5 separate regions of the Mus musculus genome follow, and all the other regions are linked to region 5. The links are chromatin contacts, called in public ChIA-PET, Hi-C and HiChIP or PLAC-seq maps. All regions are on one chromosome and are shown on one strand. The core of a region is the stretch at or near the end of the contact, and the rest is flanking DNA. Distances in the headings are between cores, read along the strand shown. Region 1 holds the start of Cbs (cystathionine beta-synthase). Region 2 overlaps Hsf2bp (heat shock transcription factor 2 binding protein). Region 3 overlaps Rrp1b (ribosomal RNA processing 1 homolog B (S. cerevisiae)). Region 4 overlaps Gm30729 (a long non-coding RNA gene). Region 5 holds the start of Sik1 (salt inducible kinase 1).

The links. A called contact is a pair of places that touch in the nucleus more often than the background predicts. ChIA-PET counts read pairs in DNA pulled down with a chosen protein or histone mark. HiChIP or PLAC-seq counts read pairs in DNA pulled down with a chosen protein or histone mark.
Region 1: a contact with region 5 is called in a Hi-C map of liver, with 2.2 times the contacts expected there. The contact joins the promoter of Cbs here to the promoter of Sik1 in region 5. A contact is called at or near these places in 1 of 484 Hi-C or Micro-C datasets (liver), 5 of 115 datasets of contacts at active chromatin or transcription factors (bone marrow-derived macrophages, embryonic stem cells, forebrain and 2 more) and 3 of 9 other capture datasets (adipose tissue, liver and pancreatic islet).
Region 2: an HNF4G HiChIP or PLAC-seq map of pancreatic cancer cells shows a contact between it and region 5. The contact joins the enhancer-like site here to the promoter of Sik1 in region 5. A contact is called at or near these places in 8 of 39 promoter capture datasets (the C10 cell line, the SN4741 cell line, cranial neural crest and 5 more), 3 of 15 datasets of contacts at CTCF or cohesin (CD8 T cells, the NIH/3T3 cell line and large pre-B cells), 32 of 484 Hi-C or Micro-C datasets (B cells, the G1E-ER4 cell line, bone marrow-derived macrophages and 18 more), 25 of 115 datasets of contacts at active chromatin or transcription factors (the HPC-7 cell line, the SCID.adh cell line, astrocytes and 19 more) and 1 of 9 other capture datasets (adipose tissue).
Region 3: a contact with region 5 is called in an RNA polymerase II ChIA-PET map of memory CD8 T cells, with 137 read pairs. The contact joins the enhancer-like site here to the promoter of Sik1 in region 5. A contact is called at or near these places in 1 of 15 datasets of contacts at CTCF or cohesin (CD8 T cells), 1 of 484 Hi-C or Micro-C datasets (bone marrow-derived macrophages), 13 of 115 datasets of contacts at active chromatin or transcription factors (CD8 T cells, bone marrow-derived macrophages, effector CD8 T cells and 6 more) and 4 of 9 other capture datasets (adipose tissue, embryonic stem cells, liver and 1 more).
Region 4: a contact with region 5 is called in a FOXA1 HiChIP or PLAC-seq map of pancreatic cancer cells. The contact joins the enhancer-like site here to the promoter of Sik1 in region 5. A contact is called at or near these places in 1 of 39 promoter capture datasets (cranial neural crest), 3 of 484 Hi-C or Micro-C datasets (differentiating embryonic stem cells and liver) and 2 of 115 datasets of contacts at active chromatin or transcription factors (embryonic stem cells and pancreatic cancer cells).

Annotation. Positions count from the first base shown.
Region 1 is chr17:31,632,869-31,638,654 of GRCm38.p6, reverse strand. Cbs (cystathionine beta-synthase) reads left to right here and starts at 1,450. Exons shown (of 17, transcript NM_144855.3): 1 at 1,450-1,572; 2 at 5,501-5,786. The coding sequence starts at 5,628.
Region 2 is chr17:32,000,785-32,006,681 of GRCm38.p6, reverse strand. The region is part of intron 6 of Hsf2bp (heat shock transcription factor 2 binding protein); the gene reads left to right. Among named protein-coding and RNA genes, the nearest start is that of Hsf2bp, 31 kb to the left of the region's middle. Within about 2 kb of position 3,236, at least 21 of the 459 cell types and tissues checked have an H3K27ac peak or open chromatin away from gene starts, as enhancers often do. A contact at or near this core is called in embryonic fibroblasts, pancreatic cancer cells and trophoblast stem cells, where this site is marked.
Region 3 is chr17:32,052,334-32,057,791 of GRCm38.p6, reverse strand. Rrp1b (ribosomal RNA processing 1 homolog B (S. cerevisiae)) reads right to left here. Exons shown (of 16, transcript NM_028244.2): 9 at 4,965-5,053; 10 at 3,838-3,935; 11 at 2,668-2,687; 12 at 1,795-1,881; 13 at 536-1,236. Among named protein-coding and RNA genes, the nearest start is that of Rrp1b, 19 kb to the right of the region's middle. Within about 2 kb of position 3,916, at least 55 of the 459 cell types and tissues checked have an H3K27ac peak or open chromatin away from gene starts, as enhancers often do. A contact at or near this core is called in CD8 T cells, effector CD8 T cells, memory CD8 T cells and 1 more, where this site is marked.
Region 4 is chr17:32,106,284-32,111,572 of GRCm38.p6, reverse strand. Gm30729 (a long non-coding RNA gene) reads left to right here. Exons shown (of 3, transcript XR_385541.3): 2 at 295-472; 3 at 1,389-1,442. Among named protein-coding and RNA genes, the nearest start is that of Gm30729, 4.1 kb to the left of the region's middle. Within about 2 kb of position 3,037, at least 40 of the 459 cell types and tissues checked have an H3K27ac peak or open chromatin away from gene starts, as enhancers often do. A contact at or near this core is called in pancreatic cancer cells, where this site is marked.
Region 5 is chr17:31,854,306-31,859,913 of GRCm38.p6, reverse strand. It overlaps Sik1 (salt inducible kinase 1), which reads left to right and starts at 4,110. Exons shown (of 14, transcript NM_010831.3): 1 at 4,110-4,242; 2 at 4,850-5,020; 3 at 5,590-5,608. The coding sequence starts at 4,865.

The DNA of each region.
Region 1 (5,786 bases), core at 201-2,700, 220 kb after region 5:
GAGAAACCCTGTCTCAAAAACCCAAAAAAAAAAAAAAAAAAAAAAAAAGAAAAGAAAAGAAAAGAAAAAAGAAACTTCTCAGAAACTTGATTTAAAATGGAAATACTTGTATGGGACAGAATTGCAAACGTGTGTGTGTGTGTGTGTGTGTGTGTGTGTGTGTGTGTGTGTGTGTTTCCAGGATGCTGGAGACCGGGGCTGGGGGTGGGGTGTCATTTCTTTAGTCCTCCTCTTCTTTGTTGGAGGTGGCAGCCAGCCAGGGCCAAGCAGTCCTGGCAGCTTGTGTGTCTACAGTAACTCCAATGCCTGCCTGCATCTTCATAGGGTTGTTTCTCCATTCAAATTCTCGTCTTCTCTTAAGGGCACCGTAACCGTGGCTTTAAGTCACTTCCACCACTAATGTACGTTTATCATATCTCCTAAGACCTGGCCAGACATTTGGGATCTTGAGAGAAGGATCCCTGGGAATTGCTGTTAGTGTTCTTGCCCTTGGTATGACAAAATAAGATACACTGGGAAGCAAAACAACTCAGCATAGTAACTGGCTCCCTAACAAACAGGCTCTCCTTCCAGCTTGGCAGCAGGTTTCTCAGACCCTGGCTCTTGCCCTAGGGCGTACACTTTCCAGCCCAGAAGATTTCTCACTGGAACAAGATGTGGCCCTTCTAATCAAATGCTACATTCGGCTGTGTATGGTGACCCAGATCTGCAGTCCCAGGTCTGAGGTGGCAGGAAGATCAGAAGTTGGAGCTCACCATATTTCACCAAGCTAAACTCAGGGCCGGAGAGATGGAGAGAGACACCTCCCCCCTCCCCGCTTCCAGGTCTCTTTATGTAGCCCAGGTTGGCCTCGCACTCAAACTTGAGATTCACTTCTCTCGAGTCCAAATGCTGGGATTGCAGGCACCATCACGTCATACGTCACGCCCATTTTTAACCTCCTACAGATATCGATATTGGGGGCGCCCTTCCAGTGACACCACTGACCCAGGCCTCTCAGGCCAGTTGCTTGGAAGAACTCTGGGCTCTTTGAGCGTCAGGTCCTGCCGTTCAGAATAGTGATGTGTGACTCGAGCCTGCCAAGCTAGGAAGCTCCACGTCCTCGAGAGGATCGGGTCCTGGGAAACGAGGTTCCCTGACACTTAGCCAGGCTGTGCCGCAAGGTACAGACCTTTGGGCACAGACCTGGGGCCCCTCCGTGTCGTGTGCCTCACGACAAACACGTGTTAGACGGCAGAACTTCTCCTTTCGAGCTTTTGAGCACAACTCCCAGAGCAAGCAGACACCCCGCTGTGGAGGCCCGGCGTCCAGCCGAGCTTGGCGGAGCCAGAGTGGGGGTGGAGAGGGGAAGGGGTGTGGGGGGGCGGGGTGAGTGGGAGGCCGTTCTGCGGCCCAGGATTGGCGGGTGTCGGCCCTCCGCCCCCCGGCGCCGGGCCAATCGCCGAAGCCTGTTGTGTGTGGCTGGGTTGGTTCTAGACCCGCCACCCTTCCCTGGGATCTGAGCTGGGATCCTGTCCGAGCGTGCTCTCCATCCTAGCACAGGCCGAGCCGTTTTCCCGCGTCCGAGTCTAGGTGAGCTCCGGCCGCACTGACTCCCACGCCGCGCACACAGCGAGATCCTCGCTGCGGTTCGGTAGCCCGCGGGCACTCCCCATCCCTGGGCACGGACTTGGCTTCCTCTGTACCTGGACGCGCAGCTCGTGAGCCCGGTGCCTGACGCGCAGCTCGCTAAGGTCCCCGTGCTCCCACCGGGGCGTCCTGACTTGTCCCTCCACCTCGATGCCACCTGCGTCCATTGCCCTCTTCCCGCTAGTATCGACCTCCCCGCAGCCCTATGCTGAGCACCCACGTGGCCTCAGGTCCCACGACTGCTAGTCTCTGAACGTGGAGCCGGGTTCTAGGGTGACGCGCTAGAGACAAAACTGGGTCATCGATTTCCCCAGTTTTGGATGGAGACCGCTGTTTCGCAAATTGTTCTTTGGGGCACTGGTGCCGGGGTGAGGGTAAATATTGAAGTAGTGTCGTGCGGGGTGGCGGAGTCGTGGGAGAGCGGGTTCTCCTCCTTGTGCGGGACCCAGTTGGGGCGGGGGAGGGCGCGAGACCTAGGGCTGTACACCTGCGGAGAGTTTCCCACGTCACTGCCACACACTGATCGAGTGGCCAGGCGGTCTGTGCGGGAGCGTCATAGTCCTAGGAAAACCCCACTGGAAGAGCGGCCTCTCCGTGTGAGTAGGGAGGGAAGCAGGATACCCTGGGCCACATTCGCCAAGTTTGGGTTCGGGTTGTTCTATGGCTTCCCGTTCCACGAGGACGCTTAAGTGATGGCACTGGGAGAACTGCGCCTGCCATGGGTTTTGGAGAGTTCTACAGCCCGGGTCGCCTAGCAAGAGGACTTTTTAGAGGGCTCTTTTGTTTGTTTGTTTGCTTGTTTGCTTGCTTGCTTGTTTTTCGAGACAGGGTTTCTCTGAATAGCCCTGGCACTCACTTTGTAGACCAGGCTGGCCTCGCCTCGAACTCAGAAATCCACCTGCCTCTGCCTCCGGAGTGCGAGTGCTGAGATTAAGGCGTGCGCCACCTCTCCCGGTTTAGAGAGGGCTCTTGAACCTAAGGAGAGAAGCACCTGTCTAGGCCACCGCCTGGGCGCATGCGTTTTGATGTTAGTTGCTCCTCCCCCACCAAGGGAATGAATAAGATGGGCCAGTGCCAGGTAGGCTCCTGACGTCATTTTAGAGTGCTAGATCACATCTAGAATACTTAGAACACCTAGTTGTTCATGTTAGGCAAACAGAAGTTTGGGGATATGGAGAGATGGCTCAGTGGTTAAGAGCCCTTGGAGTTCTTGCAGAAGCCACTAGTGGCTCACAATCATCTGTACCTACATTTCCAGGGGATCTGACTCTCTCTTCTAGCCTCCAAGAGCAGCAGGCACACACACGCGGTGCACATACATACATGCAAGCAAAACATCCCCATACATATTAGTAAATCTAAAAGATGTATTTATTTATTGGTTGGTTGGTTGTTTGAGACAGGATCTCTACATAGCCCTGGCTGTCCTGGAACTTACTAGGTAGACTAAGCTGGCCTTGAACTCATAAAGAGTCACCTGCCTCTGCCTCCTAGGCTGGGATTAAAGGTATGCACAATGACACCCAGCTTTAAAATAAAATTTTTTTCAAGCTGTGATGCCTCATTCTTCATGGAATAACAAGAAAATGTGTACATGTTGTGTGCACACACATTTTTTTCTTGGCACTGGGCCTGGCACTTGACAACTGCCATATCTCCTCCCACCAAGCTACACATCCAACCGCTAAATAACTTTAATCTGCAATTTAGTCTGATGTGCAAAAATGGCCAACATGGAGGGGGTGCCTTTCCACTTTGTCCACAGAATTGTGCAACTTCTGTTGTCTATACAAGGCTTTGGCTTGTGTTAAATGTCACTTCGACACAGGTTAGAATCATCCGAGAAGGGGTCTCAACAGACAGACTGCCTAGATCTCATTGGCCCGGGGGCCATGTCTGTAGAAAATTGACTTGCTCATTAATTGATGCGGAAGTAGCCAGTCCTGTGGGCTGCACTCTTCTCTAGGCAGGGAGTCCTGAACAGTGTAAGCTCGGGGAAGGCTAGACAGAGGAGGCAGCATGGGTTCCTTTCTTTCTCTTGGTGTTAACTGTGGAAACAATGTGACCAGCTGCCTTCCTGAGCTACAGTTCCTTCCCTCACTTCCTGGAACTGTAATTGAAATAAATCCTTTCTCCCCGCAGTTGCTTTTGGTCAGTATGTTTGTTGTTGTTGTTATTGTTGTTTTAATCACAACTACAGAATGAAAAATAGGACCAGACTCATATTTTTTAAAGATTTATTTATTTATTTATTTATTTATTTATTTATTTATTTATTATATGTAAGTACACTGTAGCTGTCTTCAGACACTCCAGAAGAGGAGTCAGATCTCGTTAAGGATAGTTGTGAGCCACCATGTGGTTGCTGGGATTTCAACTCAGGACCTTCGGAAGAGCAGTTGGTGTTCTTACCTGCTGAGCCATCTCACCAGCCCCCAGACTCATGTTTTTTCATCATCTCCAAAGTCCCTGTGCATTCAACAATTACTGTCTCTGTTGGCATTTTATCTAGGCTCCACCCCACCTTACCTGACAACAGCCAGGTGTGCCTGACTCACTATAAAAGGAGCTGCTGGGGCCCCTCCTTTCTCTTGCTCTTCTCTTCCCTCTCTACCCCCTCCTTCCCCTTCCCCCCCCCCATGTGCTCATGGCTGGCCTCTACTCCTCTACTTTCTCCCCTCCCTTCTTTGTCTTTACTACCCCCTCAAGTCCCCTCCCTATACCCTAAATAAACTCTATTCTATACTATACCATCATGTGGCTGGTCCCTCAGGGGGAAGGGATGCCTCAGCATGGGCTCGCAGAGGCACCCTCTTCCCCCACATCATACCGTGCCTCTACCAAACATATCTCTGGCTTCTTTTTTGATAAAACACAACCATCTCTCCTGCCTTTCTTCAGTGTCCTCTCACTGTATTCCTATTGGCTTACCTGTTCTGGGTCCCTCACGGATGTGAAAACATAGGACAGTTGATTATTCTGTGCACTTTGTATAAATGACATCTCAGGTATGATTGGCTCCTTTCATTGAACACTCTGTCCATCCCTTAAAAAAAAGGTTGATTTATCTGTGTGTATGTCTGAGTACAGATCTCCAGTGCTCATGATTGTAAAGCGAGCACTTTCGATTGCTGAGCCATCTCTACAGCCCCCATCTGTTTCTCTCTTTTTTTTTTTTTTTTGAGTTATGAAAATACATGGTTTTTTTTTTTAATTAGGTATTTTCCTCGTTTACATTTTCAATGCTATCCCAAAGGTCCCCCATACCCACCCCCCCCAATCCCTTACCCACCCACTCCCCCTTTTTGGCCCTGGCGTTCCCCTGTACTGGGGCATATAAAGTTTGCAAGTCCAATGGGCCTCTATTTGCAGTGATGGCCGACTAGGCCATCTTTTGATACATATGCAGCTAAAGACAAGAGCTCTCGGGTACTGGTTAGTTCATATTGTTGTTCCACCTATAGGGTTGCAGTTCCCTTTAGCTCCTTGGGTAATTTCTCTAGCTCCTCCATTGGGGGCCGTGTGATCCATCCAATAGCTGACTGTGATCATCCACTTCTGTGTTTTCTAGGCCCTGGCATAGTCTCACAAGAGAGAGCTATATCTGGGTCCTTTCAGCAAAATCTTGCTAGTCCATCTGTTTCTCTTTGTGGCTGGATAGTATTCTGTCGCATGGACGGGACACATTTTTGTACCTCCATTCATCAGTGACTTAGGATAATAGTCACCTTTTGGCTGAGACAGCCATGAGAATGGGCATTGTAAACATCCATTTTTGTGTGTTTTGGATCTCTGCCTTGGGATTCAATTGCTGCGTCAGATGGTAGTTTATGTTTAACCTTCTGAAAGGAACCCAAACCATTTCCCACAGCAGCTGGAACCTGCTCCTTTTCTCCCATCCTTGCTGAGTTTGTTTGAGTGGAGCCAACACTCCCAGAGGGGACTCAAGAGCCAACGACTTAACACGACAGGTCTTCGCTCCCTCTGAAAATCCCAGCATGCCTTCAGGGACATCCCAGTGTGAAGATGGCTCTGCTGGGGGCTTCCAGCACTTGGACATGCACTCAGAAAAGAGACAACTGGAGAAGGGCCCCTCAGGGGACAAGGATCGAGTCTGGATCCGGCCTGATACCCCAAGCAGATGTACCTGGCAGCTG
Region 2 (5,897 bases), core at 1,987-4,486, 150 kb before region 5:
AGTTCAACACAGACCAGTCAGTCTTTTTTATTTTATTTTGTTTTGTTTTTCGAGATAGGGTTTCTCTGTGTAGCCCTGGCTGTCCTGAAATTCACTCTGTAGACCAGGCTGGCCTTGAACTCAGAAATCTGCCTGCCTCTGCCTCCCAAGTGCTGGGATTAAAGGCGTGCGCCAGCATTGCCCAGCTTAGGCCAGTCAGTCTTGGTGGGAACTATTTACCTGTTATACCATCTCACCAGCCCACTCTATCCCCTTATTCAGTCCAGGACCCCAGACCATAGAGTGGTACCGCTTATATTCAGAGTGAGTCTTCCTTCCAAACCTTCTGGAAACACCCTCAGAGTTGCCTTTCCATGTTAATTCTAAATCCGGTTGAGCTGATCATGATTATCCATCACAGTGTGTATCACACTTGTTCTGTTGTTCCCAGCCAGAGAGACAGCTCTGCTCTCTGTGGGCTCATGTGTGTAGATTAGACATATTGGATAAACCTGTTTAATCAGCTCAGTGCCTGCTGATTAGTAACTGTGATTGCATCTGCAGAACCTCCTTTGCCATGTAATTTAACTTTATCAGAGTATGATGTATATATAGTCTTGGGGAATAGGACGGGAAGTCTTTTTTCCTTTTTGGGGGGACAGTGCTGGAAATGGAATCTAGTGCTTTTCACAGCAAACATTCCTGTGCTAACATATAGACCCATGGCAGAACGCTTTGGGGGTTATTAGTGTTCTTCCTGTGGTGTGTTTTTCCGACTGTATGCCTATGTATTACAGGTTTCTCTTACTTAGTTCAGGAGCCCCTTAAATCTCTGTGGCAGATACTTCCAGCCTCTGTGCCATCTTGGCCTTGGCGTCTCTTATATTTTCCCATGAAGTGAGATTTTCTTTTTCTCTTTGTATGCTGAATAATTTTGGATGCATCCTGGGCATTTGAGATATGTCAGAAGCCTCATGTTTAAAGCCTTTGGAAGATTCAACAGTGCATTGGATTTGAGCCACAAGTCACATGTTGTTTCAGTATCAGCCCCATGTCTGTAATGTTTCAACCTGCTGTTTCCCAGGCCAGTGGAACTGCCCTGTGTGTCTTCTGGTGCCACACAGGGGCTGGTTAGCGGCCCAGAGACTATGCTGTGTATGATGAGGTGAGACTGGGAATTTAGAAGTATCTCTCTGAGGTCCCTTCCTGAACTGCTGACTCTCCATAGTGCTCTTAGTGCTCTGGTGTTCCCCAGCTGGAATGCAGAGGCTTGGTGTGGTCTAGAGTATTACTGTGGCTGCTGCTTAACTGCCTGCAGCTACCAAGGTCCTTCAAGGTGGGGAAACATCCCCTTCTGCAGCATCTGAATTGCCTGAGGCTCCTACTATTACTGTGGCTACCAGAAGAATCCCCCTTTCTTCTACTCAGACAGAGAGAGCCTTCTGTGCAGTCTGAGTGCAGGCCAATGGGAGCTGGTGGTTTGGTCCTTCATGCTCTGCTTCCATTTCCTCAGCTCATGTGCTGCTCACCAATCATGGTCTCAGTAGCTGCTCCATGCATTGTGTTCAGTGGAGAGAGGATCCATGGTGATACCCTGTGTAAGCCACATAGCAGTCTGCACTAGTGTTTTATGCTGACATGTCTATGTGCATGAACAATGCATGCTGTAATGTGACATGTAGTTTTCTTTGTAATAGCATTAAAACTTGACTGTGGATCTTATCTGTTTCTTGGGGGATGGGGGGCGTGTCTCAAAAATTGCAGAATCCTAATGTTGAGATCACCTTTCTCTGCTTGAGGGGACATTTGGAATATTTTTAATTTCTCTACATATACACTGCTACAATGAACATTTGGTAAATATTTACTTGTGGAGCTGTGTGTTAGTTTCTGTAGGAGTTTCCCCAGAAGTGGGATTTTTGAGAAGTGGCACCCATGCAGATGTAAGATGCTGCTATTGTACTGTCTCCTACACCCTGTCAGCATTTTGTTATTTATTCCTATGGAGAGTATATGTGTCATCAGTCAGTTGGCCAGCCATTCACCCAGCTGCGTCCCTCCTCTGACTTGGAATACCAGTGAGGTGGCATGTTTTTTGCATGCTCATCCCATTAAGTCTTCTCTGTGAATCACCTGTCTGTATCCTTCTCTGTTTCCTGCTAAGCTGTTTCCACAGTGATGTGCTGGTGTCTGTGTGGGCTCTGGGTGTTGATTCATTGCCTTCTTTTCTTCTGTGGTCTCTATAAGTGTTCATGGACCAATTAATCTCTCCTTCAGCTTCCCAGCAAGCATTGTGTGAGGGCTGCTTCTTTGCTTCCCTTCTTTGGCCTCTATTCTTGTGGGTCTTAGTAAGCACATGTTGGTGGTAGTGATGGTGGACCTGCTGCAGAACCATCAGATTGACTTCCCTTCCCAGCAGCCTTCCAGGATTGTACACAGTCAGCTTCTATCTCCTCCACTGAAGTCCCTTTGCTGTTGACAGTAGTCTGAGTCCACTTAAATAGGGCCTTTGCTATGCTGTGCTGAGATTTTTGGCATGTCTGTGATTCACTTCTCTCCTGGGGCTTTTGCTCTTATCACTTTACCATCAAAGGATACTCACTTTCAGAGTTGTGCCTCAGGGCTAGAGATGGGTCCAGCTTTCTCCCAGCTGGTTTTTAACTGTAAAACTTTCTTTATGGTTCAGTTGTTATGGTGGTTTGAATGAGAATGGCCCCTTGTGCTTGAATGTGTGACCCTAGTTAGTGGAACTGTTTGGGAAGGATTAGGAGGTGTGGCCTCATCTGATGAAATGTGTCACTAGGGGTTGGTTTTGAGATTTTAAAAGTCTACAACTGTCCCAGGTAGCTGTCTCTTTGCCTTGAGTTTGAGTCAGATCACATCCTTCTATTCCACTTGCCACTCACTTTAACTATAGTCCTAGATAATGGTGGGCAGAAATCTTGTTACAGCCTGAGTGCTATGCCTTCAGGTTCCTTCCATCAAATAATTCCATTGATTTTGAATCCAGCCTCTCTCAAGCTCTCAGGACTGGAACAATACAACTAGAGTCTTTGCCAAAATGTAATGTGAGGGGCTTTGTTATGTTACTTTTTTTGGAGAGATGTGAACAAATGTCTGCTCCCCCAGACAGGGCGCTGATTAGCTTAGTGAACCTAAATGTTTTGGGTTGCTTACTGAAACATGGATGAGTCAAAGGCAGCTGCATACCTGAGTTCTGACGCCAGCATGGGTGATGACTCACAGGAGCTGTGTGTCTTCACTTCCCTGGACAACCTGGAGGCAGCGGGCTGATCCTCCAGCAGTTGCCAGTGCTGATGTAACCTTGGGGAGAGGCTCTCCTGAGTTTCAGGAACTTCCCAAGAGTGTGTTTGTTACTTCCTGAGTTTTTCTTCCCCTGCTGTCATGTGACACTAGTATTTCCATTTGACCCTTGATGGAATCAGGCAACCCAAAACTCTTGCTTCATATTAGACATGTGAAATTTTTTAGCCTTTTAAAGGTGATACTCAGTTGAAAAGCATGAGGGAGAAGCAACACACTCATTGGACACACTAAGGCTTTGGCCTAGTTGGTAGAAGACCTGCTTTTAGCACATAGGAGGCCTACCCTGTCACCATACAAATCAGGCATAGAGGCGCATGCCTGCACTTCACACTCTGGATATAGAGGTGGGGAATCAGAACAGAAGTTCAAGGTCACCCTCAGTTATATAGAGTTCAAGGCAGCATAGGCTATACAAGATTCTGTCTCAAAGCAAACAGATAATAAAAATAGCAGCCCTCACTCTGACTATTCCAGACTTGTTGTCTTTAGCCAATAAGAGCTTCCACGAGAAGGGTCTTAAAGCAATCCACATATGGCTGAAAGATATGTCTTCCAGAGAACGAGAAAGACATGATCCAATCACAGAGGTGGGCTGTCTCTTCATGACATGTAGATTCCAGGAATTTGGCTGTGAAGGCCCTGAGGCTCCACCAGGTCAGTACTTCCACTGATTTCCACCCAGGTGCTAACACTGAGGAGGATAAGAAAACAGTAACTTCATGGAGAAGGACTAGGTGGATCTGAAACTCTGAGATGTGTTTCTGCAGTTCACCATTTGTGACTAGAAATGGCCCTGCAGAGCCTGTCCTCCCTCCTACTTTCATCTGACCAACATGCAGTTTGTTCTGAAACCCATCTCATTGAAACACAGTATCTGCCACTTAGGTGCCATTCAGGGAGAGGATGTTCCCTTTGCCAGGATTGCAACCCAGTCCGTACCTGGGGTAGAACATTCAGCTGAGAACCAAGTGGTCACTTGGGAACAGGTCTTTCCAGGAGTCCTATTCCATGTCACCTGTCAGGGGTCTCTTCCCTACAGGTGTGGGGCACGTTAAACTCAGCTATCAGCTACCCTTTTCCATGACTTCTGTCTTAGTGTCTTAGTTAGGGTTTTACTGCTGTGAACAGACACCATGACCAACGCAAGTCTTATAAAAAAAAGCAACATTTAATTGGGGCTGGCTTACAGGTTCAGAGGTTCGTCCATTATCATCAAGGTGGGAGCATGGCAGTATCCAGGCAAGCATGGCACAGGTAGAGCTGAGAGTTCTATGTCTTCATCCAAAGGCTACTAGTGGAAGACTGACTTCCAGGCAACTAGGGTGAGAGTCTTAAGCCCACACCCACAGTGACACACCTATTCCAACCAGGTCACACCTCCAAATGGTGCCACTCCCTGGTCCAAGAATATACAAACCATAACATTCTACTCCCTGGCCCTCATAGACTTGTTCAAAAACATGAGCCTATGGGGGCCATACTTAAACATAGCGTAATGCAAAATGCATTTAGTCCAACTTTCAAAGTTCTCATAGTCTATAGCAGTCTCAACATGTTAAAAGTCCACAGTTCAAGGTCTTTTCTGAGATTCATCCAACTAATTAACTGTAATCCCCAAAGCAAGGTAGGAAACCAGCTGGGCAAAGTCCAAGTCCAAACTCTGCATCTCCATGGCTGATGTCAAAGCAGTCTTCAGATCTCCACTCCGTTTTCATCTTTGTTGACTGCAACAAACTGCTTTCTCCTGGGCTGGTTCCATTCCGTTAGCAGCTTTCCTCAGCATGTATCCCATGGCTCTGGCATCTTTAACATCTTTGAGTCTCCAAGGCAATTTCAATGTTACAGCTTCTTGTTTCCGTGTCTGGGATTCCACTTGATCTTTTGGACTCCTCCTAAGGGCTGGCATCACTTCTCCAGCTCTGCCCTCTGTAGCACTCTAAGCTCAGGTTGATCCACTCCACTATAGCTGCTGTTCTTGGTGATCATCCCATGATACTGACATCTCCAATACACTGGGGTGTTCCACTCCAACTAGGCTTCACCAATAGCCTATCATAGGCTCTCTTCATGGTGCCAAGCCTCAAATCCTTGCACAACCCCTTTAGTCCTGGCCCATCAACTACAGCTGAGGCTATACCTTCTCCAATGGCCTTCCATGACCTCTCACAGTGCCAAGCCTCAGCTGTTCTTCATGACACCTTCATGCCTTCAAAACCAGTACCACCTGGGTGATTCTTACACATTACCAAGTCCAGCTGCAGCATGAGGTACAACCTTGGCTATCTCTGGAACACAGCTTCTTTGTGCTTCCAGAAAACAGTTCCCAGAAGATTTCACCTCAGTGATGCTGGTCTCTTCCTAATCACTGCTAATTCCTTAGCTCCAGCTAACCAGCATCAATTGTCCCAGTAGTTCTTTCCATTCTTAATTCTAGAGCCAGAGCCACATGGCTGAAGCTGCCGAGTTCTGCTGCTTGCAGGAATTAGAACATGACCCCCTTGTACTATTACATTGTCACTGGATTTCTGTTTTCCAAATCCTTCTCTGCCTAAGCTTGGCTATCCTGGGTCTTGCTCTGTAGATTGGCATGC
Region 3 (5,458 bases), core at 2,667-5,166, 200 kb before region 5:
GTCTCCCTGTAAAGCCAGAGAGTCACCATCTCGGTGGCTTGGTGGGGCACAGCAATGAGCACACGGTGTGGTGTGTTTGCTACAAGTGCAGTCTGGAAGAAGCAGTACGCTTCCTGGACAGGGCACAAGGCAAGAGCTTGGGTTCTTTACAGCTCTAAAAGTCCATAGAGAAAGGAAATCCTTTCCTTAACCCAAACGTTTTAAGAGCCCCTTGCCACACACAGAGGTTGGATGGGAAGTGGAGCAACTTCGCGGGCCTGACTCTGACCGTTTCTTAGCTCCATGTCTATCCTTTCCCGTGCAAAGGGACCACAGGTGGGGATGAGGGGGAGTAAGGGCACTGGACGGAGCAGCCGCACTTGGCCATTGAGATTGGAACCTGTCATTGCTTGTTGGTGAGAGCAGTCATAAAGCAGTGTATCCTGACCCTTGCTTCGCTGAGGTGTGCCTCTGCCCTATCCCTAGTAGACAGCCGAGTTCCCTGAGCACAGCTGCTCAAGCCCAGCCCCCGAGCTCTGGGCCCTTCCCATCTTACCAGAGCTTGGATCTGCCCAGGGTTGGACTCCAACACACCGTTTGACATCAGCTTCATAGTTTTCTTCTTCTTTTTTGAGATTGCTGGTTTTTGACTGGACGGATCACAGGGGTCAAGGGTGCTGGATGCTGTCTTCTTTTGTGACCTCTTACACCGGGGCAGGGTGGTCTGGCCATCCTTCCCCTCCACTGGGCTTGTTGGGGTCCCTGACTTCTGTACAGGTAGGTCACTACTGCTGTCAGGGAGAGCTCCCAGTTTCCGTTTCCTTTTCTGGGCTTGGACACCTTCTGAGGAAGAAATGTGGGCAGCAGAGCTCTGAGAATGCCCACTGACAGCGTCATTCTTTGACATGTCCTCCTGAGGTAAAGTGGTGGATTTGCAGATCTCTTTGTGGGCCCTCAGTTTCTTCTTTCTCGGCCGTTTTCTTTTATTGTGTATGGGCATGACGGGTGTAGGCTTGGAGCTGTTCTCCCCGATGCTGGACACAGCCTCTGCTGTAGGCTCAGTCACACACGCTTGCCCACACGGGGCCTGCCTCTGGGCAGTGTCAGGCTCACTCTCCGAATCCGGTACTTTGGGCACGGCAACAGCGTCCAGGTTCTGAGTGTCAGGCTGGAAGTGACTCCTCTTCCTCTTTTTCCTTTTCTTCTTGTGAATGTGGCCTCCGCTGTCCTCTTCAGCAGCAGGAGAGACCGTGTCTCCTACAAAAATACAGACCAATGATGCAAAGCCCTGCTGGTGAACACCAGCAGCCAGGATTTTTTTGTTTTGGGGTCTCAGGTAGCTCAGACTGGTCTAAAGTCTGCCGTACAGCCAAGGCTGCTGTAGAAACCCTGACCCAGATGCCCTCCTCTCGAGTGACAGGAATACAGGTGCACAGCATCACAGCACACTCCTCTAGAGACAGGGTCTCACCACAGAGCTGCTATGGTGGGCTGGGCAGATGGCTTAGTAGGTAAAGTGCTTGCCGTCAGAGGAGGAGGACTCGAGTTTGGATCTATGGAACCCACACAGAAAGCTAACTGTGGCGGCAGGCACCGGTAACCCAGAGAACCAGGAGACCAGTGTCTGCAGAGGAAATGACAGAACCCAGAGGATCTGTGGTGCGGGGCTGCTGTCATCGCACCCCAGCGCTCGCTCATGAGTTCCAGGGAAACCTGGGCTATGTGAGACGGCTCTATCTCAAGGAACAAACCTCCTCTCTGTCAGTCCCGTGTGAGCAAGGCGACCTCCTTCAGCTCCGAGACTGTGCAGCTCACCTTTCTCACTCTCTAAAAGCTTCTTTCTTTTCCTCTTGTGCCTTCTCTGACCGTTGTCCTCAGCAGAACTGAGTGGAGCACCATTGCCTGTAGGTTCCAAAGGGGCACGGGTCAGCTTCCAAGGCCTGCATCTGGGCCCCGCCCTGAGCCACCCAGCTAAGACTGCTGAGCCTGACTTAGCTCCATCACCTGCACTACCTGCCACTGTCCCAACCCAGAACACACACTGGACAGTGACTGGTGGCATTCTCCATCTAGACTGCTTTACATTCCTACTGCTCTGGGAGCCATCTAGTCAGGGCACAAGGATCAAGAGAGCTGGCTCACTGGTCCGCTCAGGTTTAACCAAGCTTTAACCATGCGTCCTAAAGGAAAATGAGACACCTGGATTTTCTTTTTGACAAAGGATTTTAATCTTCCTAGCCCAGTTTTGCCGGCCTCTATGTTGTGTATCATGGGGTCCACAGAGGCCAGATGTGGGCACTGACTAGATCTCCTAGATCTGGAGGTTTAGACAGTTGTGAGCTACCATGTGGGTTCTAGAACTGAACCTGGTCCTCTAGAAGAGCGGCCAGTGCTCTTGACCATGGAGTCACCTCTCTGCCTTTCCTTCCCCATTAAAACCTTAACTGTAGAAAGCACCAATAAAATTTCAAATAAATACCACATGGGTGTTACCCACACACTGCAGGCACCGGATGGATGGAAAGTATGTGCAAAGGGTCTTGCATGGAGGCATTTCCCAGGGTACTTGCTTAGGTGAACGCAATGAGGGTGGCCACCCACGGATTAATTTCCCTATGACCCGAAGTCTTGGATTTGGCCGGGCTGCCCTTGGTGGGGTGTGTACTGGGTGAGAACAACTCTTCTTACCTTCACAGAGGTCCTGGAACCTGTAAAAAAACAAAAAACAAAAAAGCACATGGAAGTTCAGAGTTCACAGCTCAGGTTTTGAACATAAAACGGGAATCCGGATACTCAGTGCTCACTCTCTCCTCCACAGGGAGGCTAGGGGACAGCCCCACCTAGGGATGCGGTGAGTCAGGAAGGAAGAAGCCTAGGACAAAGGTGCTTTCCATTCCACCAGCTCTGCATAGGACACAGTGGCACACAATACCAAGAGATCCCATGTCTGTCTCGCTTGTTTCTGAAGGCAGACAACTTAACGCTCTGCTATGTTCAGGGGAGGTTTGCCCACTAGGGTTCTCTTTATGCATCAGACCAAATAACCAAAGCTGAGGCTATGAGGGATGTACATAGGGCTGGGATGGGTCGCTGGGGCAGGCAGGTCAGCCCTAGTACCCACACTGAAGCCCCTGGCATGCCTTTGGAGGTCCAGCTATAAAGCACGAGAACTTATGGATGCCATCTACTGGGGAATTCTTTAAGAGCCATTTTTGGTGTGTCCACACATTTGCAGGTGAGCACACGTGCATGTAGAGTCAGAGGTTGATACCAGGTATCTTCCTCAGCCACTCTCCCCTGGGTCTCTCATTTGAACTCAGAATTTATCAATTTGGCTAGTCTAGTTATCTTGCTCTAGGAGTCCCATCTCTGCCTCCCAACCAAGTGAGCTGCCTTGATGCCTGGAACTTCATGGGTGCTGGGATTAGACATGAGACTCCACACCTGCCAGCCACTTCCATTCGTACTGAGGATCTAAACTCTAACCTTCATTCTTTATTCATTGGGTCGAGTCCCTACCTCCTTTCTAAAGGCATTCATAATATTAAAGGATCGAGCTCAGATCAGTTACTGCCATGTGGTTATGAATAAAGTGATAAAAGATAAAGAAAAAGGCAGCGGGGGCTGGAAAGATGGCTCAGAAGTTCCAGAGGACCTGAGTTTGGTTCCTGGTACCCACACTGGATGCCTCACAACTGCCTGTAACTCTAGTTCCAGAGCACCACTTTGTTCGGGCCGCTGCAAGAGCACACATACACAGACACACACTGACACATCTAACAGTAAATACATCTTTAAGAGAAGGAAAGAAACGTGGGAGAGTGCTGGTGTGGCCACAGGATCTCACTTGCTACTTACTTTCTGACTAGTCTGCAGAGTCGCTTCCTGTTGAAAGGCGGGGTGCTTTTTGAGTTGGCTATTTCCAGGAGTCGATCAGCAACAGCCTTATAGTCAAACTACCACAAAGAGACAGGAAACCCAAGCAGTGGTGAGACAGCCTGGCCTGTCTGAGAGTCACCTTCTAGCTGCTGTTGGGAGCAGTCTTCTCCAAACTGGGCTCTCATGCACAGAGAAGAACTGCCTGAGGAGCCTGCTTGTATGCTCATCCTGGGGTCTCAATCTCTATAACTGTCTTTACGTTTTCAAAGCACAATTGTGTACGCATGTGTGGAGTGGCACAGACCTTTAATCCCAGCAGTTGGGGAATAGAGGTAGGTGGATCTTTGTGAGTTCAAGGCCAGCCTGGTTTACATGGCAGTTATTGAGTAGCCAGGGCTACATAAAGGAAAGACCCGGTAACCAACCAACCAACCAACCAACCAACCAACCAACCAACCAACCAAAACTCAAAACTAGAAGCCTGGCATGGTGGTGCACTGGTGTATTCCCAGTACTCGGAGGGGCAGAAGGACCGCTGTGAGCCCCACTCCACCTAGACTATATACAGCAAGATCTGCTTAAAAACAACCCCACCCCCCAAGGCCCCCATAAAGGCTGGTGCTGTTACATGCAGAAGAACAGGCAACAGTGCTTACAAAATGAGGTTCGGGATCTTTCAAAACCCACTTAACTGTTCATTGATTATTTTTGATAGGATCTTTCTGCATAGCCCAGGCGTGTCTGAACTCAGAGACCTGTCAACCTCTGCCTCCCGAATGCTGGGATTGAGTGTGTGTACCACCATGCTTGGCTTCATTTTGTTTTTGTTTTTTTGAAATAGGAGTGTACTAGGTAACCCAGGCTGTTCTTGAACTTGAGACCCTCCTATGTGCTGAGGATCCATGTGAACAACACCACACCAGCCTAAAACCCTTTCAACTGTGTCTCCAACAAGCTCATTCTAAGAATGGTGACATTAATTACAGAAGGGATTATAAAGGACTTTACAATTTAAGCCTTATGGCTTAATGAGCTCTGACTCTAATTCTCTAGCCAAGCCATCCCAGGTCAACCCACATTCTATTAAAAGCAAAAGCTGCTCCCACCTGGAGAGGTGACCCTGAATCTTTCAAGGCTGCACAGATGTCTCTTTCTCTGCTGCCAATGACTCCGTCTCTGAGGCATTCGTCTAGTGCTGCCAAAACACATCCAAAGACAAAGACACAGTCTTGACATTCAAGAATGGATGTGGCTCAGTCCCTCCAGGCTCTGGGTTCAATCCCCATTACCAGGGAGAACACCAGTGACTGCTGCCTGGGGAGATACTTGAAACTGGTCTCCTAAAAATCCTGGTCTTTATTTTATATGCGAAGCTCCAGGTTTTGCCCCTAGGACCAACCCCATACTGAACAACCCTACCCCCACAAAAGGACTCAAGCCTGCAGGAAGGAAGCTGTGTGCTGGAGGGGAGCCAAGGGAACAAGTGCTCCTGACTGCACGGCAGTTCTCACAGGCACAGGCCAAACGTCTCACAAAGGAGGTGAATGGGCTAGGAGGGACAGAAAGAACTTGGCCTAGTGTGAGTGGTGTTGGGACCAAC
Region 4 (5,289 bases), core at 1,788-4,287, 250 kb before region 5:
GTGAATAAAATTAAATGTGGCTCAGAGTTCATGTGTCCTTCTGTCCCCTAGCCCAGGGAACTGTTGGGCATCTATACGCAGCTCTGAGATTCTGCAGGACACCTTCAGACAGGCAGTGCGTGGCGCCCAGAGCTGAGCCTCAGTTCTCCTGCATAGGCTTGCCTCCTCTGTGGGTCATCTGAGGACTTGGATTTAGGAACTGAATGTGGACAGAGCTCCCTGGCACAAGGCCTCTGCAAGTAAGTGCCCCACTCAGGATTTCTGTCCTTTCCTTTTCTCTATCTGCTCATTCAGCACGGAGCAGCCGCAGACTTTTTGCCACTCTCTGCTGAGCCTTCTCTAGAGTGACATGGACTGGAGGAGACCAGTGTGACTCCAGGAGACCACAGACCACCTAGCATTTCCCCTTCAGCCCCAGTGCAGCTCTCTTCAGCCAGGAAGTAGTTCCTGCTTTGTCTTAGCGCATTCTCTGGTGAGTGGGGTTGGTTTGTGGCAGGATTTCCCTGTATAATTCAAACAGGCTTCAAACCCAGATCCCTGCCTTGCCCTCCAATGTTTGGCGACAATAGTCACTGACTGTGAAACCTAGACAGGACCTTTCCATAAGTCTAACGGACATTATAGCCCCTTGGTGGACTCTGGCAGCCCTGGGGTAGTCCGGCTTTGCTGGGAGCAGGGGAGCTATGACCTTTCTGTGGCAAGTGCCTCACTGATGGGCTGTTTACCATGACTTTTTCATTATTAGCCTCCTGGCTCTCTCAGGAAGCTAGCCTAGAAAAGACCTTTATTTTAGCTCTAAGTAACACACACACACACACACACACACACACACACACACACGCTGACAGTATCAGGATGTGAATCCCTGCAACTGGAGAGGCAGCCCTAGCAGTTCAGAGCAGCTCTGAGTAACAAGGCCAGCATGTTCGCCAAGTACACACACCCAGAAGCCTGTCCTCACCCAGGTAGGGCACAGAGCCAAGCAGGCACTGTGGGGACACAGCAGATCCCAACAAAGCACCATTCCCAACATGCCCAGCAGCTGATCAAGGACAAACTGTCACCTGACCTCTCTGAAGATGAGGGTATTACCTAGGACCTGAGAGGTCACAATAGTCTCAGGTTGCAACCATGGGGGAGAGGGGGGCATAGCATAGCAAGTAGACAGAGCACTGGAGGGAATTTTGCTATGTTCTCCATTCCGAACTACATACTGTGTCTCTGTAAATGAAACCTGAGCCAAGCCAAAGTTTAGTTTAAAAGCCCAGTGCAGCTGAGTCTGTGGTTCTAACACTAGAGAGGCTAAGACTGCAAGATCTCAAGTTCAGGCTAGCCTAGGCTACATCAGAAGAACTGGTTCAAAAACAAACAAACCAAAAACCTCAAAGTTGCAGGGAGAAAGTGACTGGACTTGTGTCCTCTGAACCCTCGAAAGTCCAGAAGCTCGGCTGTGTCTTCCTGAGTTCACTGGAGACTCCTCGGGATTGGGCAGGACACCTTGCAGGCACAAAACCAGCTGCCACCAGGCTTTTGACCAGCAGGCATGGTGACATGACAGCTACAGCCCCTCTTGTAGAAGGTGAGTACAGAAGGCCTCATTGGGCTATCCTGGAGCAAACACATCTGACTCCTGCCAAGTGCCCAGTGACAGGCACCAAGAGACACTGGAAAGACATTGTGAAATACCAAAAAGTTATCATTTCAACGTGTAATCCATATATAAAGTCTAGGTGATGCACAGCCGTTCTGCCACAGTCTCAGAAAGTCACATGTGCTTGCATCCCAGTCGTGTGTCACAGGAAACCAGCCTGCTCATGGCTCACAGCTGTGATAAAGGCCAAGGCTGCTCTACACCCAAAGGTGAAAGGATGTTATCCAGAGACAAGCTGGGATAGGGACAGAGGGAACTCTGAGGCAAGGTTTGCAGAGGTAACAGGCATAAAGGCCCAGGCAGCAGAGGACAGAGGGCTGGCCAGGTAGAGCCCAGTCAGGAAGGCTGTGGAGACATGCAGGTGGGAGCACGCAGGAGCTAGAGTCCGGGATAGGTTCCCTGGTGGCCTCTGGACTCAGGAGCTGAGGCAGGATTACCATGGATTCCAGCCTAGTCTGTCCTACAGGGTGAGACCTGTTTCAGAAAAAAAAGAGAAAAAGAGAAGAGGGAAGAGGAAGGAGATGAGAGAAAAGATAAAGGACCAAAGAGAGGAAGGAGAGAAGAGGAAAAGGTAGCCTGGGCCTCTGACCTCCCCTCCTGTTAGGCAGGACAGCCTATTAGATGTCCTGAACCCCTACATGTGGTCCCTGCTCTCAAGAGGGACTTGTGCTGTTGGAGTCTGCCAAAAGACCCTCACTCACAAAGACCACAGAGATCGCCATCATTGCAAACTGCAAGAGGTTTTTTTTTTTTTTTAATTGATCCAACACGTTGGGGACCCTCCTAAGCACGCAGACAAGAGGAGAGACTCTGAGTTAAAAAAGAACACACTTTTTATACCTTGTAAGGGGCAGATTTAGGCAACAGGACTAGCTGGCTTATTCTCATTGGTGTAGCAAGTAACCCTTTCAGGCATTGGTTGGTTTGCACTGGGTGACTACCTTTGGCCTAGTGACTCACTCTGCCTGCCCTTATGGTGGGTTATCAGCAAAGCAGCAGTACATTTTGAACTTATTGGTCAGCTATTAACGTCACAGCTATTAACATCACAGCTATTAACGTCATGGTCAAGGGGAATTCTAGTGACAAGGTCAGGGCGGTTTGTGGTTTTTCTCAGAATTCAGTGTGGGGTGGGGTAGGGGAATATTTCTGGGAACTGCTAATCTTTTTGTGGCAGCTGCAGGCTTAGTCTGGCCTTTTTGGCCACTAGTTTGGAAAGGGGGAAGGGGCTGGGTGGTCTTGAATTTATTTTGGATTCTACAGAGGGTCTTGTAAACCATGGGTCTGTTTCCATAGTAACCCATCCAGAGACTCTCCACCACTAAGTCAGTCTTTCCTGGCCACACAGAAGCCACTAGTCCATGGACAGCAGATAGGGATGCAGGCAGCTGTAGGAAGGGAGCCAGGCTGAGGTAGGAAAGCTGGCCTCACTCTCTGTGTCTAGTTGCTGGGGTTGGGGGAGACTGCCCCAGCAGTCAGTTGTACCCACTTCTCCACAGGGACAAGGTTCACTGAGGAGGTAGATCACACTGGGTCCCTGACTTCTGCAGGAGGGAGGACCAAGCAGGGGCTGGACCACCTGCGTCTTGATGGACACAGCGCTGGCTTTCTTCCCAGGCTCAGAACGCACCTTTTCTTCTTGGGACTCGCTGCCTTTCTGCACCCAGGCTAAAAATTGCTTCAGATCTTCCTGGAGTTACTCATTGCCTGGGTCCGTCAGTCTTTAAATCCTGTTGTTATTTCTATGTTGGGTCCCAGGAACAAAAGCTGAAGAGGTATTCAACCAGAAGTGACCAGAGTCACTTCCTGCTTAAGCTGTACCTTCCAGAGGGTGGGCAGTATTGATTACACCACAGCACAGTGGCCGTGATAACTTTGGGAAGGCAGTGGCCTGTCACTCATCTGACTTCCCAGAATGCAATTTGCTCCCTAAGGCAGTCACACGAGTTGACTTTGTCTTAAGTTATTATGTGCTGAGATCTGCTGAGACACAACTGCAAAGCAGAGCCTGAGATGGGACGGGATTCAGGTGTGTTTGTGGGGTGGCTCTCTTGAGACTTGATTGGCCAAGTTCAAATTCTTTGTCTCAGCCTCATGCCCTCTTCAGTCTTACCATTTACCACCCCCTGTTCAAAGTACTATTGCTCCCCACAAGCCAGTCGGCTGTGTCCCACTTCCTACAAGGCTGACATTGCTGAAACAGGCACATAGGTGACTGCTGCAGTGTCCAAGTCACCTCAACAGGCACGTGCATTTGCCAGTCATATCTTTAATCCCAGTACATAGGAGGCAAAGGCAGGCAGAGCTTTGTGGGTTCAAGTTCAGCCACGTCTACTTATTGAGTTCTAAGCTTGCTAGGGATACACAGTGAGACTATGTCTTAAAGGAAGAAAGAGGAGGAGGAGGAGAGGAAGAAGAGGAGGAAGAGGAAGAGGAAGAAGAAGAAGAAGAAGAACAACAACAACAACATTAGGAGGAGGAAGAGGAATAAGGAGAAAAAGAATTTTCTGGTCATTCAAACACACACCTATAATCCCAGCACTCATGAAGCTGAGGCAGGAGAATCATTAATTAGAGATCTGCATTGGCTACATAGGGAGATACTGACTCATAAAATGAGTCCAGGAGGGTGCCTCTGTGGATAAAGATGCTTGCAGCTAAGCCTGATGACCCGAGTTCAATCCCCGTGACCTACTTGGTGGAAGGAGAGAATCAACTCCCACAAATTGTCCTCTGACCTCCCCGGCATTCCTAGTTTTAGTTCTGAAGTGCAAGACCTCCTTGCCTAAGAACTCCCTCATTCCTTCCCTGGCATCCATCCAGGGCACAGCCAAGTAAGTGACATTCAGAGTTTCTGTCCTGTCTCATTCTGTCCTCTGTCCATGAGGATGTCCTGCCTTCATCCTGCCAGGGTCCTGTGCCCAGCAGCCTGTGGAACAGACCTCATGAGAGAGATGTTTGGGGGGTCTAACTCATGCATCAGAGAGAGGAAGGACCTGCTGAACAGAGGAGGTGGAGGGAGAAGGGAGGAAGCCTCAGATGCTGTGCAGGGCACAGCATTAGTGATGGGGCTGTGTTGTCTCCTCCCCAGGACCTTCCACCTGCATCCCTGAGGGGTTACGAGATGCCTGTGACCCCTGGTAGGTTTCCAAATTCAAGAGTCAACTGGGTTTGTTACAGACACAACTGGGTTTGTCAGGCCACCCCAGCTGTTGGGGCTCACATCAGACCCCTCCAGCTCCAGTGAAGGGCTGGCGTCTACAGCAGGAGACTTTGGGCTTCCTTTAGCCTTTGCAGGCCTCTGCAACAGCCTTCTGGGTATGAAGGAACGCTGTCCTCCTAGAGGCTGGAATGAATCTGGAGGGCAGCCATTCCTGAAGCTTTGGAATTCTTCTAAGTTAGCTCCCACCCTGTGTCTGTTTTTATTGAATCTGACATGCAAGGTCCTGGAGTTTAGGGGATATGATTTCATTACATTTTTGCTTGTTTGTATTAGACAGAGTTTCTCTCTACAGCCCTTGTCTGGCCTGCAGCTTGACAGGTAGCCCAGGCTAGTCTCCAGCTTGATGTGACCCTCCTATCTCTGCTTTTCTCAAAAGTGTTAGAACTACAGTCTTGCCACACAGTGTTCGGCCAAA
Region 5 (5,608 bases), core at 2,861-5,360:
TGGAATCAGCCTGGCTAGCCACCATTGGGTGGATGAACAGGAAAATGTGCTCCATGCACCCAAAGGGATTTCATTCGGCTGCAAAGGAAGATGAATCCATGACATTTGCAGCAAAATGGATAGAACTGAGTGCTATCTTAGGTGTTCGTGCCCAGAAAGACAAATACCAAATACCACACATTCTCTCATGGATGCAGCCTAGATTTTAATTTCTATATGTGAATACACACACACACACACACACACACACACACACACACAGGTATTCAAACTAGAGAGAGGAAGTGGTGTCTTCTGGGAAGGTTGGGGGTGGGGAGACGACTGTAAGCCAATACTGAGATTTGAAAGAGGAAAAAAGCCATGTGGAGGGAAGGGGGAAGGGGAGAAGGAGAGGAGAGAGAATAAACAAGCTGGTGTATAAAACTCTTATGGTGAAGCCTATTACTCTATGTGCTAATGTAAAAAAAAAAGAGAGAGAAATAAAACTTAAAAGACCCAAAAGCTGAAATCTTAATTAACGAATACTTTTCCCATTACAAACAGGAAGCCTGGTGCTCTGTAACCAGGGCTAGCTGGCCATAGGTAAACACATATCGACTGGTATGTGCACAGGTGCTTCTCCATCTGTTTTGTCTTGGGCCACCTCTCCAGAACCCAGACACCTCCCATTTGTGTCCCGTCCCATGTCTCCAGAATTCCCACTTCTCTCAGCTGGGAGCCTAGGGGCCTGGCTTGTTTTGTTGATTTGTTGCTCTGATAAGTGGTTCCTGCTGGCTGATCTGGTCACTGTCCTGGGAGGCGGATGTCCCTGCCCAGGCATACTCTAACAACAGCGGCATTCTAGGGCAGGTGCCTCTGGGTAGGTGGGATGCTATCAAGGGCAAGGCTAGGCAGCCTTTGGGTAGACTTGCTCACTAAGCTCCTGGCCCATGACTGGGGATTCCTCAGTCTTAGGCCTCCTTTCTGCTGTCATTCTAAACCTGGGCTGTGACTCTGCCTCAGCACACAGCAGCTTGTCACAGTTCAGAAGTAAGGTGGACCCAAATAGAACAAGGTAAGTGACCAGGCTGGGGCAGCCCACTTTTCCTGACTGCCTCAGGAGCCACCAGGCAGAAGCTGTGCAAAACATGAAACCAAGAGAGACTCAGCCAGAAGGGGAAGGGGCCCTTTGGTACTAAGTGGAGTGGGCCAAGAAAGAAGGGTGTCTTGTTCAACTCTCAATGATACAGGAAGCCACCCTTCTCCTCAGAGGAACACCAAGGTCCTCACAGCTCAGGGTAGCAGGCCCATTTCTCGGAGCTGGTGTAGAACTCCAGGCTCTGTGCGTGTCGATTTAGGTCGGGAAGGTAGGGCCGTGGCATGGCCTGCATAGTCATGTACAGCTGAAGAGCTCCGGCCCAGCAGATAGGACTTCCAACTTCATGGTCCAAGCAAGAAAACCAGCCTCCAGGACCATCACACTCCCAGGACAGGTGTGATGGGAAACAGAGTGGTTCTCATTTGCCAGTCAGAGTACTGTGTCACCAAGTCACCTCACTGGCACAATCTAGTGCCCCTCCCCTGATCTAGGTGAGGAATCCCTGAGTCATTTGCTCATGTCTCCAAAAGCAGCGCATGCCTGGTGCTCTCTTCCTCCTCAAGTGCCAAAACATTACCACAGAACACAACAAAAAACAAGGTGCTGGAAGAAATAGTTTCCAGGGATCAATGACACAGAACCACTTGGGGAAGACAGGATTTCAAGAGAGTGCCAGGTACCAGCCCCACTCTCTGCCTCTATGGACACAGCAAGCTCCTCCTCTAGGATCTGGGAGGAACAGATATGGTCACTGCTGGCACAGGACAGCTATTGGAAGCAGATGCTCAGGAGGGGCCAGACACTTGCCTGGATCCGGGTTTGCCTCCGGACAGCATCCTCCACTAGGTCTGGGCCCCAAGCTTTTTGTGTTGCCTTGAGGACATGACTGAGGTATGGTTGAGGGGAATTTTTTTGTTTTTGTTTTTATTGTAGTCATGAGGGAGAGAACCACCAGAGGCCTCTGGAAGGGTCCAGATGGAACATGGTCAGAACAATAGACTGGACCATGAGAGGAGAGAGACAAATGGGGAGCAAGAGGATAAAGAAGAGAGAGGGAGACAAAGAAGACCAAGATGACAAAGACCGAGAGGGGGCAGGGGAAGAGAGAGAAAGAGACCAAAGAAGAACCAAGAGAGTCAGTCCATGGCCAAAATGGTTAGCTTACATAAGAATAAGGCGGCTGAGAGGAGCCAGGCACTTTAGATGCTGAGACATACTAACGCAAGTGTCAGCCCTGACAGGTTAATAGGCACCTCAGCCATTTGTCCTTTGGAACCTCACACTGATGACATGCTTGCGAAGAACACCTCAGACCTTTTGGGAAGGCTCTGGCTAGACCGAGGCCAGTGGGTGGACAGGCTGGGAAAGGATGGGGGCCCATGAGGTAAGAACAAGGGGTTTCCTACCCTCTGTGCAGCTCTCCTGGGAACAGGGAGAGATGTTAGGACGCCCAGGGGTGAGGGGAACAGCAGTAAGCTGTTCAGATAGGAGAGACTAAATAACTGCCCCAAACCTTGATTTATGAACCTGGGACAAACCAGGGGGAGCATGTTGGAAGACTAAGGGGCCCTGAGATGGCTACTGTCCTTGAATGTCCTTCAAAACACACGGACCGGGAAAGGCAGGGCTGCAACTGGTACGATCCTTGTGGGAGTAATGTACAGTAGCAGTAGTACATGGCTGGCCCCTGCGAGCCCTATCTCAGGCCAGCCTACCACCCGCCTCTACCCAGGAAGTCTTCCTCCGTTGAGGAATGAATTCTGATGAATTCTGAATCAATTGTGATTAATCAATCCACCCGGTGCTAGTTTTTCTCTCACACAGGAAGCCACGAGGAAGAGAGACACAGAAGTTTAGCTCCAAACCGCCACCTTCCTAGCCTTTGGAGAATCGTCTGTCCCCTTTCTCGTCTGCCCTTAAGAACACATCTTACTTTCTGATGAGGTGTGAGGGAACACAAACAGAAGGAGTCACACACATGCCATTTCCACTCTCTCCACACTCCGTCTCCCCTTTAATGGGCCCTGCTTCCGGCAGGCACTCTCAGGGTCAGTTCCAAGGTCCCAGCCGCCCTGTGTCCTATCTGTTGTCTGGAAGCAGCTTGGGGACAGACAGGGTGGGCCAATTGGCAGACAGCAAGAAAATGGGCAAAGTGCCCAGTCCTCCAAGGGCCCCACCTATCAGCCCTGAGTAGTGGCTGGGTCCTTTTGCAGCCCGTGTCTAAAGCACGCGTCCTATTCAGCTGTCCCAGGACACCACTGCTGGACCAGGCGGCCCTTGAAGCAGGAGGCTTTGGGAAAATGAGTCGCGTTTTCCTGCTTTAACTTTCCAACTTGCTGAATATTTAGAGGTTTTCTCTCTCTCCTCTCTCCTCCCCCCCCCCCTCTCTCTTTCTATAACAAAAGTAAGTGGCGTTCAACTAACCAACACTTTCCTAGAGCCAGGCATTCTTGCAGCTGGCCGGCCCTCTCAGGGATGAAGTGAGGGTCAAGGGGCAGCCACTGCTGGCGGCACATCGAGTGCCCAGCATAGCAGACTGATCAGTCTAGGGCCATCAGCCCCAGAGTCCCACGCCGAAAATCCCGCAGCTCTATTCCACCCTGCTGAGTCCGAAGCGAGCACTGAGCACCCAAAGGGCACCGTACCCACCATGAAGCCCCTGGAAGTGGTCCTAAAGCAGGCTCGGTCTCCTAGTCGGGGGCGGGGGTGGGGTGGGGGGGTGGGCTACAGCAGTGTCGCCCATGCCCGGCAGGGGGCGCCAGCAGTCTCGGGCGGTTGCTGAGCCGGGCCCCTGACGTCACCGCCCGCGGTCGCCATGGCGACGGCCTCACCAGCGCGCGCGTCAGAGCCTCCAGTCTCTTGGCAACCGCCCGATCTCCGCTCCCCCTCGGCAGGCACCGGGCCGCGCGTCGCTCTGGCGTCAAAACGACGTCAATGGGCTGTGCCTGCCGCGGGGGGCGGGGCGAGGCGGGGCTTGTGCGGGGCGGGGCCGGGGCGGGGCGGGGCGTTGCCGCGTGCGGCCGGCGGCGGCGGGGCGCTGACATGCGGCGAGGCCCGGGCGGTGGCGGCAGCGTTGGCGGCGGCGGCGCGAACGGCGGGCACCGGAGCAGAGCTAGCAGCCGAGCGGGTGGCATCCCGGGTCGGGCTCACGGAGGGCGGCGGAGGTGAGCAATGGCGCGGGTTCGGGTCTCCGAAACCCGCAGGTGCGCGCCTGGGGTCGCGGGCAGGACTCCAGCCCGGCGGGCTCCCTATTGTTGCGGGTCGGCGCCCGGAGGCGGGTCTGCGAGCGCCCGGTTGTGGAGCCTGTCCTGAGGAGCCGAGCGTTGGCACTGGTGGACGGGAGCGCGGTGAAAACCCGGGACCGTAGGGTGTCCAGGAGCTGGCTTGGGGTCGACTGCGGGTGGACTGCTGGCGCGCGCGCCCGGCCGGGACCGGAGGTCGGGGGGCGCGTGCGTGGGGGCTCGCACTGAGGGAACCTGGGATCGAGGGGGCGCGCGCGTGGGGGCGCAGGCTGGGGGTTCGGGATAGAGGAGTGTGTGCGTGGGGACTTTAGCCGAGGAGATACTGTATCAAGGAATGAGCGAGTGGGGGTGTGAGCTGCGAACCTGGGTCGGGGCCACACTAGGAGCCTGGGGCTGGAGGAACAGAGGGTTGAGGACGCACGCGTGGTGGCCTGGCGGACACAGTTTCAGTGGCCGGGTTTGGCGGGGAATGGGATCGGGACCGAGCCGGAGTCGGTCGGTGCTGAGCGCACTCCTCGCTGACCCGCAGGTGCGGCCCGAAGCCATGGTGATCATGTCGGAGTTCAGTGCGGTCCCCTCAGGCACTGGCCAGGGCCAGCAGAAGCCCCTCCGGGTGGGCTTTTACGACGTGGAACGGACCCTGGGCAAAGGCAATTTTGCAGTGGTTAAGCTGGCGCGGCACCGAGTCACCAAAACGCAGGTGCGCGCGCGTGTTGTGTGTGTGTGTGGGGGGGGGACTAAACCAGGGGGTGGATCCAGCCAGGGGGTGGCCCCCTGTGCTGATTCAGTCCTGTGGAGTTGATTGTCACAATTGTAAACGATGACATTGTTTAGTCTGGTAAAGGGGGAAAAAAGCTTTGTATTATGCTTCTACATAATTTGTACAATTACTAGGGAAGAGCAAAGATAATAATGACCAGCAACCGCCCCCTTCCGAGAGAGAGAGAGAGAGAGAGAGAGAGAGAGAGAGAGAGAGAGAGAGAGAGAGAGAGAGAGAGGGAGAGAGAGAGAGAAATAGAGAGGGGGGAACACAACAGAAGTGAGCAGCTCCTTGTAATAAAGCTAGCTGAAAAATACAGAGGCTTTAATTTAACTTCTATCCCTTTAAAAAATGTTAGTGGCTTCTTTTAATTTTTTCCCCCAACTTCTTGTGACCTCTTGAAGACATCAAATGTTTGAGAAATTCATTTGTCCAAAAAAAAAGTACAAATGAAGTAATGAGGTTACTTGAAGTTTTTCCCCCCCTTTTTTTCTTTTTAAAATCTGTAGGTTGCAATAAAAATAATTG